Regions from separate parts of the Macaca mulatta genome. Here region 1 is linked to region 2. Evidence: chromatin contacts called from public Hi-C data. All regions are on one chromosome and are shown on one strand. The core of a region is the stretch at or near the end of the contact, and the rest is flanking DNA. Distances in the headings are between cores, read along the strand shown.

Region 1 (4,360 bases), core at 1,390-3,889, 120 kb before region 2:
AAAGCAAGAAATATACTTAATACGCCACAAACCAATTTACCTGGTATAAGTATAATTTTTATCTTAATCACACCTGTTAGTAAAATGGTCTCAAGCTGTGACTGCAGCCATGCAGACAAAGCCATGTGAGAATCAAATATTTGGATATTTTAAGTACCTGCAAATTTTAAGAATATGAAAAAATACAAAGTATTTCCATATCCTGGAAACCCAACAAAGTATTTAAGTTAGGAAGTATGTAGAACTTGAGTTTAGGAGACAGGAACCCACCTCCACTTAAAATTATGCAGTTCATGTTAGGGTCTATAAAAAGGAGACAGCTTGGTTACTGAAAAAAATGGGCTGTCGATTTCACACCTGGCCTGAATCTCTGGTCATAATTACTTTTGTTAACTAAGATAAGTACAAACTCAGGAAGGCAAATTATCTTTCAACACCAGAAAGGTTTATAAACAAGCCCGAACACCAGAAAGGTTTATAAACAAGCCCGGTGCGGTGGCTCACGCCTGTAATCCCAGCACTCTGGGAGGCCGAGGCGGGAGGGATCGCTTGAGCTCGGGAGTTGAGCCTAGGCAACATAGGAGACGAGCCTAGGCAACATAGTGAGACCCTGTCTACAAAAATGCAAAAATTAGCCGGGCGTGGTGGCATGCGCCTGTAGCCCCAGCTACAGCTACTCGGAAGGCTTAGGTGGAAGAACAGTTGCAGCCCGGGACGCGGTGGCTGCAGTGGGCCGAGATCTCACCACCTGCACTCCAGCCTGGGCGACAGAGAAAGACCCTGTCTCAAAAAAGAAAAAAAGATTCATAAACAAGTATGGAATGCTTAAGAGAAACAAAATCCAAGTATTATGTGGTAATTCATATACAGTATTTGTAATGCCTGAGAATTGAGTCTAAAGTGACAGCTTTGTAAGAACAAATTAAATGTCAGTAATTTAGGCTCTTTTTAGAAGTTGAAATCTTGCTAAATACTGGAACACCTAAGAGAACTTTGGACTCAAATTAAGGAAAGCATGTGTTAAACACAGCTTAAATTGTTGGAATATGCTTAAGATTGTTACTGGCAATTATAACTCAAAATAGCTAGACCTGTAAACAGAATAAAAAACTGGACCTAAATCCTCAAGAACCAGGTTTCTGAAATATAATTTTATTTTAAAAATTATCGCAAACATTTTCTGCATACAAAAACTGCCCTCATGGACACCAAGAAAATTCTACACAATGCAATTTCACCAAAAATCGGAATTTTAAAGAAATTCTTGCAGCACGGAAAATGCCATCATTTACTCATGATGATTGAGCAAATGAAGTAATTCATTGTTAAAAGGAGGCTAAGAATAGAAACAAATCGAAAATATTCATTTTTGTTATTTTTTTCTTTACAGGATTCCTTAAGTCATCTTCCAATACTCCAGGTCACATGGCGAAGAGTCACCTATTAAACACGAAATCTAACCATTAAACAAGCTTTAAAAATCCTTCGGTAACTCCCTTTATTAAAACTGTTTTCTTGACATACAATACCTTTACAGGTATTACATTTCTCTTCAGCGTGTACAAACATTTTTCTCATGTTTTCCTTCACCAAACATCTGCCCCCAGTTTTCTCAACAAGTAAAAATCTCGAAGTACTAAGTCCTAACATGATGCTTTCAAAAGTTTACGTATGTTAGAATAAAAAGCCGTAAGTAGGTTTTCTCTAGCTGTGTTCTCAGAAACAACACTTTTACACGTGTTTGGGCACAAAACTTTAAACATCTTCCCCAAAATCTGACCCAATTCAGATACAAAACTACTGCTCAAATAGCAGAAGCCGCTAATCTTGTCTTTGGTTACAAGTTACATATTTTTCTATCGAAATCCGTTCCTATAGTAAAACATCACCTAAACAAGGCGAATCCAAGTCACTGCTTCATACCTACATCTGTCCACGGCAAGCTTTTCCCGGACACACTCGGGCCTTTGAAAATGCCCACACTTGTTTTCATAAACCCACTCCTTCCTCTTCACCCACTTGCAATCCGCATGCTTCTCTGGGGCCACCCGGCCTCTCCCCCACTTTCCGAAACCCAGGGCCGACAGCTCAGTCTCTAACCTCCAGTCCGCCGAATCTGGGGGAGAACGGGGTCGGCGCCCCAGGCCCCCCAGGCGGCGGCCCAGCGGAGGGAAGGAAGCGGGAAAGCGGTCGGACGGGAGCCCCCTCCGCCGCGCGCGCACACCCCCTTCCGGCACCCCTCCCCCTGCATTGTGCGAGCGGGCCACAGGCCGCACCGGCCCGGGCACTCAGCAAGCCCCGTCCGCCCTCCCGCTGGTGATCGGCTCCCGCCGACGCCGCCGCACAAAGCCCAGGGAGCCACCCCGGCAGCGCCACAGGACCGGAGAAAGAGCGAGCGCGGACTGACTTACAGGGCTGCTGCGGCCGCGCTGCCTCAGCCGGGGACACCGACCGTTGGGCACACGGCGGCGTCGCTCTTGGCGGTCCTCCCCCTCCTCTGCCTTCGGTGGCGGCAATGTCTTCTTTCTCCACCTACCACCCTCCCCCCCCACCCCACCTCCTCCTTCTCCTCCCCCTCCTCCTACGAACCACCGAAGTACCGAGGGTGAGACACAGAGACTCACAACAACATGGCTGCCACCGCCGCCTCCCCTCCCCTCCCCCCCGCCCACCGGGCGCGCGCAATGCATCCCGGGAGAAAGGGGAGGGGGAGCTCTCACCGAGGCGCGGCTCCTTTCAATGCCTTGCGTCCCAGCTCCCGCGCTACTGCCGCGCGGGCCGGGGGCGCCCTGCGCGTGCGCACGTTCTCCGCGCTCTCACGTGTTCGGCCGCCTCTCCGGCGTGCCCTCCCCCGCCCTCACCTTGCGGGCTCGCGTTTCCCTCCTGGGCTCTGCCGCGGCGCCGGGAGCGCGCGCCGGGCTGGGACAGCGCAGGCGTGCTGTTGCCAAACGCTGTGTTGGACTGTCTTACCGCGTGGGGCCTCGACTTCTGAATCTTCTCACTCTCGGCTTCCTACCCGGTTGCTCATTGTTTTCCCCCAACTGGGTGTGCAGGTGTCTGCGCCCGCGCCGCCCACCTTGGGGTACTCCTGGCATTTCGCTTCCGGAGTGCTGGCGCCCGCAAGAGCCGGACGTTAATTCAGGCCTTTAGCTTTCACCCAGTACCTCCGCACGAGACGAGGGAGATGCATTTGGAGGTAGAAGATTGTACCCCGTGAGAGGGCTGTCACTCTTCTCGTCTTGCACCCCAGGCAGGTGGAGCCAGCTCTCAGCAAATTGTCGGCCCCCCAGTGCTTGGTCCCGGTGCACACAAAGGAAACTCATGTCGTTCTCGAGCTGGGCCAGTGATTCTCACTCGTTGGCTGTTTCTTTTTCTCGGGTACCAAGCGCTGTTTCCTTCCCGATTTACAGGCTGGTTGGAAACCCCAAATCTGCCTTGCTGTCCTGGCCCCCCGTGCAAAGCAGTGGTGATTCCAGGATTCTAACCTAACCTGCTCCAGGTCACACAGCTGTAATAGGCACCGTGTCTGATATGTTCTTGATGGTTTGCACAGCTCCTGGCTCTCCTGACATGCTGCAATTCGTAAAGATTCAGGACCTCCCTTATACTTTGCTTAATGTATGTATTCCCTGGGCGACTGTGAGCTCCACGAGGGCAAGGACCTTGTGTTTTGTTTTACACTGTGCCCTCAAGTGCCTGTTGAATACATGGGCTCTTCGGTTTTTAACTATTACTGAAAAATGTCTGACATTGAAATCCATCCCAAGCCCCTACCTTAGAGTCATATTGCAGGCTTCTAGATATTTTCACTTGAATGTTCTTGTCGCCAAGCATGTTAAAAACTGAAGTCACACCCATCCCCTACCCCCCACTCTTGTACTGTCTCTATAGTTGGCAGTGCCACCACCTATTCATTCCCCAAATTACCCCTCTGAGAACCATCCTTGTCTCTTCCTTTTATCCCCCACTCCAAATATAAATAACTTACCAAGCCTCGCAGATTTTTACTTCCCAAGTAATTCTGGAGACAGTCTCTTCCTCTGCCTCCTCACTAATACTAGCCTTGCTTCCCAGGTCTGGATTTCTGTAGCTGGCTCTTAATCAGCTTTCCTGTCTCCAGTCTCATTCCCTCCAATCAGTTCTGCTCACTGCTATCTAAAATGCAAATCCAATTCCTGGCGCTCAGGCCTCTGCTTCAACCATCTCATTGCTCCCCATCACCCACGACAGCATTTCCCTAGTGTGCTGCGTTCAGTATTAATAGATATTCCTTTAAGAAATGTCTCACGATCAAGTAAGAATGGGAGATACTGGAGTGTACACATTTTGCTTTCCTTCTCCTTTCCCCTCCATTAAGCTG
Region 2 (4,356 bases), core at 183-2,682:
GGCCCTCCAACAACTCACAGAGAGCGAGGCAGAGATGGAGACAGGAGGCAACAACCTCCCGGTGATGTGGTGGGTCCTTCCTCAGATGAAAAAACAGTCTGCATACATTTCCCCTGCAATGGATGGACAGAGCCCACCCCTTGCAGTTAATGCTTTAGCGCTCATGAACCCCAGCATACGCAGCTCCTAGAGTGTGCCCTACTCCTTCCCACCTTCCTGCTTGTGTTCAGGCTGTTTCTCCTTCCCGGGAGCCCTCCCCGACTCCCCTTTCCTCCTTTCCCCCTACCCCCTTCTTCCTCTTTTATCCGTAGAAATCGGTTGACTAGGGTCTTTCAGGATCACAGGTACTGTCATCTCCTGCAGGATCTATAGGATAAATGAGTTCAGTCCTAGTGTGCATCAGGAGACTAGGGATCTGGCGCCCCACTAGAGGGGACACCCACTAACCCGCTGTGCCCCATTTGTTAGCCCCTTACCCCGCCCGTCTTCCCCAGCCTCGAGCCTTTTCGCCCGCTCACGGGTCTTGGGGTGGTTGGATTCTATTGAACCCAGAATATTGTACATGCTATTGTACAATACTGTATATTCTGTTGTACAATTTATCTCAGACAGTTCTCTGTTTTAAGAACCGGGATCAGACTTCATTGTGAAGAGCGGGGCCGAGGGGGCTTCTCCCTGCCCAGTAACTTCCTCCAAGTGTTCCAGCTTCGACCTTTCCTTTCCATTGTCAGGCTCCGCCACTCCGCACCTCTTCCCTTAATCTTCACCTAGAGACCTAAGCTGGGGGTTGGGAAGGGTGGGGGCGGCGGGACTTGGAAGAGCCAGTTTGCAGCCAGCCGGTCGCCTCTCGGGTCCAAACCCGAGGCTGGCCCAGGGCGAGTACCCGGGTGGGGCCCTAGACCACAGGAGGGGCCGCCTCCAAAAGAAAGGAGAAAACACTTTTGTTTGGAAACAAAAGTGTGTGGTGTGTGTGTGTGTGTTTATTCAAAAACAAAACCACGTTAAAAGAGCAAAACCCCCTCCCCCACAGGTCCAACCACCGCCGGGAGTTTGCCAGGAAGAGGGGCAATTCTGAATGGGAGTCGCCAACGCCCCACTGAGTGCCGCCTGTTTCGGAACCGCTCGCCCAGACCCTGTAGGCTCCAGGCAGCTCCGGGAATCCGCGCGCAGACGCTGCGGCGAAGAAGGGGACCCCGGTGCCGCTAGAGCCCCGCAGCGCCAGCAGCGGCGCAGACTCTCGGGTCGCTGCCTCTCCCAGCCCGGCGCCCTGGGCCGTCAATCAAGCTGGCCCTGCCCCGCCCTCGGGCTGCAGCGGGCGGCCAATCAGAGCCAAGATCCGCAGCGATGAGCTCAGCCGGCTCGTTTCCCATTGGACGGCTATATTAAGAAAGTGGCCGGACTCTTTAAATAGCGGGCGCTAGGGCCGCAGCCCTCATCTGCCACCGCAGTCTGTTTGGACTTGTTCGCTCTCTTGTATGCTCGGCGAGGCCGGGAGAGACCCGGGAGGGAGCTAGGCCGAGTCTGCCGCCCGAGCCCGCGTTACGCACAAAGCCGCCGACTCCCGCCCCGGGGCTAGCAGAGCGACCACCGCCCGGGAGCAGCGCGGCTAGACGCACGGTGCGCCTTATGCCCCCGCGCCCCCACCGCCCCCGCCGCGGCAGCCGGAGCTCAGTGAGAGAACGCGCCACCGCGGGGCCCGAGTGCAGCTAGCGACCCTCGCCCCCTGCGCCCAGCCCGAGGTGAGCAGTGAGCGGCGAGCGGGACGGCAGCGAGGCGTTCGCGGGCCCCCTCCTGCTGCCCGGGCCCGGCCCGCTCATGGCGGCCATCCGCAAGAAGCTGGTGGTGGTGGGCGACGGCGCGTGTGGCAAGACGTGCCTGCTGATCGTGTTCAGTAAGGACGAGTTCCCCGAGGTGTACGTGCCCACTGTCTTCGAGAACTATGTGGCCGATATCGAGGTGGACGGCAAGCAGGTGGAGCTGGCGCTGTGGGACACGGCGGGCCAGGAGGACTACGACCGTCTGCGGCCACTCTCTTATCCGGACACCGACGTCATCCTCATGTGCTTCTCGGTGGACAGCCCGGACTCGCTGGAGAACATCCCCGAGAAGTGGGTGCCCGAGGTGAAGCACTTCTGCCCCAACGTGCCCATCATCCTGGTGGCCAACAAAAAAGACCTGCGCAGCGACGAGCATGTCCGCACAGAGCTGGCCCGCATGAAGCAGGAACCAGTGCGCACGGATGACGGCCGCGCCATGGCCGTGCGCATTCAAGCCTACGACTACCTCGAGTGCTCGGCCAAGACCAAGGAAGGCGTGCGCGAGGTGTTCGAGACGGCCACGCGCGCCGCGCTGCAGAAGCGCTACGGCTCCCAGAACGGCTGCATCAACTGCTGCAAGGTGCTATGAGGGCCGCGCCCGTCGCGCCTGCCCCTGCCGGCGCGGCTCCCCCTCCTGGACCAGTCCCCCACGAGCCCGGAGAAGGGGAGACTCGTGTCCCACAAGGACCCCACCGGACTGCCTGGCATCTGTCTGCTGGCGCCTCTGGCTCGCGCCAGGATTCGGCGTGGGCACCGGGCGCCCCCTTCCCAGTGTCTGTGCGTCCAGCTGTGTTGCACAGGCCTGGGCTCCCCGCTGAGTGCCAAGGGTCCCCTGAGCATGCTTTTCTGAAGAGCCAGGCCTCAGAGTGTGTGGCTGTGTGTCTGTTCGACTCCCTTTGCCCCATTTTCACCCCACCCCCGCCTCTGATCCCCGGGGGCGAGATTGGCGCGGGAGTGTGGCCGCGCCCCATCAGATGTTCGCCCTTCACCAGCGGGCGCCTGATATCCCTTGTCTGTAACATAGACCCCGGGTACTGGGGGAGGGGAGGGCTGGGGAGGATGGGGAATGTTATATAAATATAGATATAATTTTATTTTCGGAGCTAAGATGGTGTTATTTAATGGTGGTGACGGGTGAGCGCTCTGGCCCAGGCTGGGCCAGACTCCCGTCTAAGCATGAACAGGACTTGGCCATCTTTCCGACCCCTGGGGAAGACATTTGCAACTGACTTGGGGAGGACACAGCTTCCAGCACAGCCTCTCCTTCGGGCCAGCCCCCCCTGCGAGCCTCCACCAGCCACCAGCGGGAGGAGGGAGGGTGCGCTGTGGGATTGTTTTTGCCATAAGCGAACTTTGTGCCTGTCCTACAAGTGAAAATTGTTCAGTCCAAGAAAATGATGTTATTTGATTTATTTAAAGGCTAAAATTTGTTTTTTTTTAAATTCTTTGCACAATTGTTTCATTGTTTGACACTTAATGCTCTCGTCATTTGCATAAGACAGTAGCATTCTGACCACACTTGTACGCTGTAACCTCATCTACTTCTGATGTTTTTAAAAAATGACTTTTAACAAGGAGAGGGAAAAGAAATCCACTAAATTTTGCTTTGTTTTCTTGAAGAAAGTGGCAACACGGTATTGTGATTTTATTTGTGCAGGTCATGCACACAGTTTTGATAAAGGGCAGTAACAAGTATTGGGGCCTATATATTTTTTTTCACAAGGCATTCTCTAAAGCTATGTGAAATTTTCTCTGCATCTCTGTACAGAGAATACACCTGCCCCTGTATATCCTTTCTTCCCCTCCCCTCCTTCCCAGTGGTACTTCTACTAAATTGTTGTCTTGTTTTTTATTTTTTAAATAAACTGACAAATGACAAAATGGTGAGCTTATGATGTTTACATAAAAGTTCTATAAGCTGTGTATACAGTTTTTTATGTAAAATATTAAAAGACTATGATGATGACATTTATAAAATGGCTCTTGTGGTTTAATAGTGTGTAAAAATACCCTTGCGAATTTGGGACAAGGGAGACATTCTCCTAGGCGAGATCCTTTCTTGCCAACCGCGTTTTCCTTATAGCAAATGTAGTAAATGAGGATGAAGTCCCTTTGGGAGCATGTGGGGGTTGGGGGTTGGGTGACCAAGGGAGACCAGGTTGTTCTGTCACATTCCTAGAGGACGATGAGTGGATAACCCGACACCCAGTGCAAAAACCTTGACCTATTATGTACTTAGTTCAATTAGGTGAGAACGAAGATCTTGATTTCATTCATCTGTGTGTCTTAAAAACACTTGTGTCTAAGTCTGTTATGGGGCTTTGCTTATTCTTTGAGTCTTGGAAGGTTATCATTTGTGCATTTTAAATTTAGGTAACGTTTTTATTAATCGTTGGTGTGGGATCAGGCTATCAGGAAGCCTGTTTACTGGGTTTCGTTCAGGCCATCAAGGGGTTTACAAAATACCCCAGGAGACTGTGTAGGTCGTTACCTTTGGGGCTGGAGCTTCCAGAAGTGGGGGAGTTCAGATGAAGTGATT

What was found. Hi-C and Micro-C count contacts between places; a contact is called where the count stands out from the background.
Region 1: a contact with region 2 is called in a Hi-C map of liver, with 3 times the contacts expected there. The contact joins the promoter of PUM2 here to the promoter of RHOB in region 2. A contact is called at or near these places in 2 of 14 Hi-C or Micro-C datasets (fetal cortex germinal zone and liver).

What each region holds. Positions count from the first base shown.
Region 1 is chr13:104,692,861-104,697,220 of T2T-MMU8v2.0, reverse strand. PUM2 (pumilio RNA binding family member 2) reads right to left here and starts at 2,639. Exons shown (of 21, transcript XM_077960099.1): 1 at 2,412-2,639.
Region 2 is chr13:104,572,341-104,576,696 of T2T-MMU8v2.0, reverse strand. RHOB (ras homolog family member B) reads left to right here and starts at 1,432. Exons shown (of 2, transcript NM_001194776.2): 1 at 1,432-1,944; 2 at 2,005-3,794. The coding sequence starts at 1,816. The coding sequence ends at 2,406.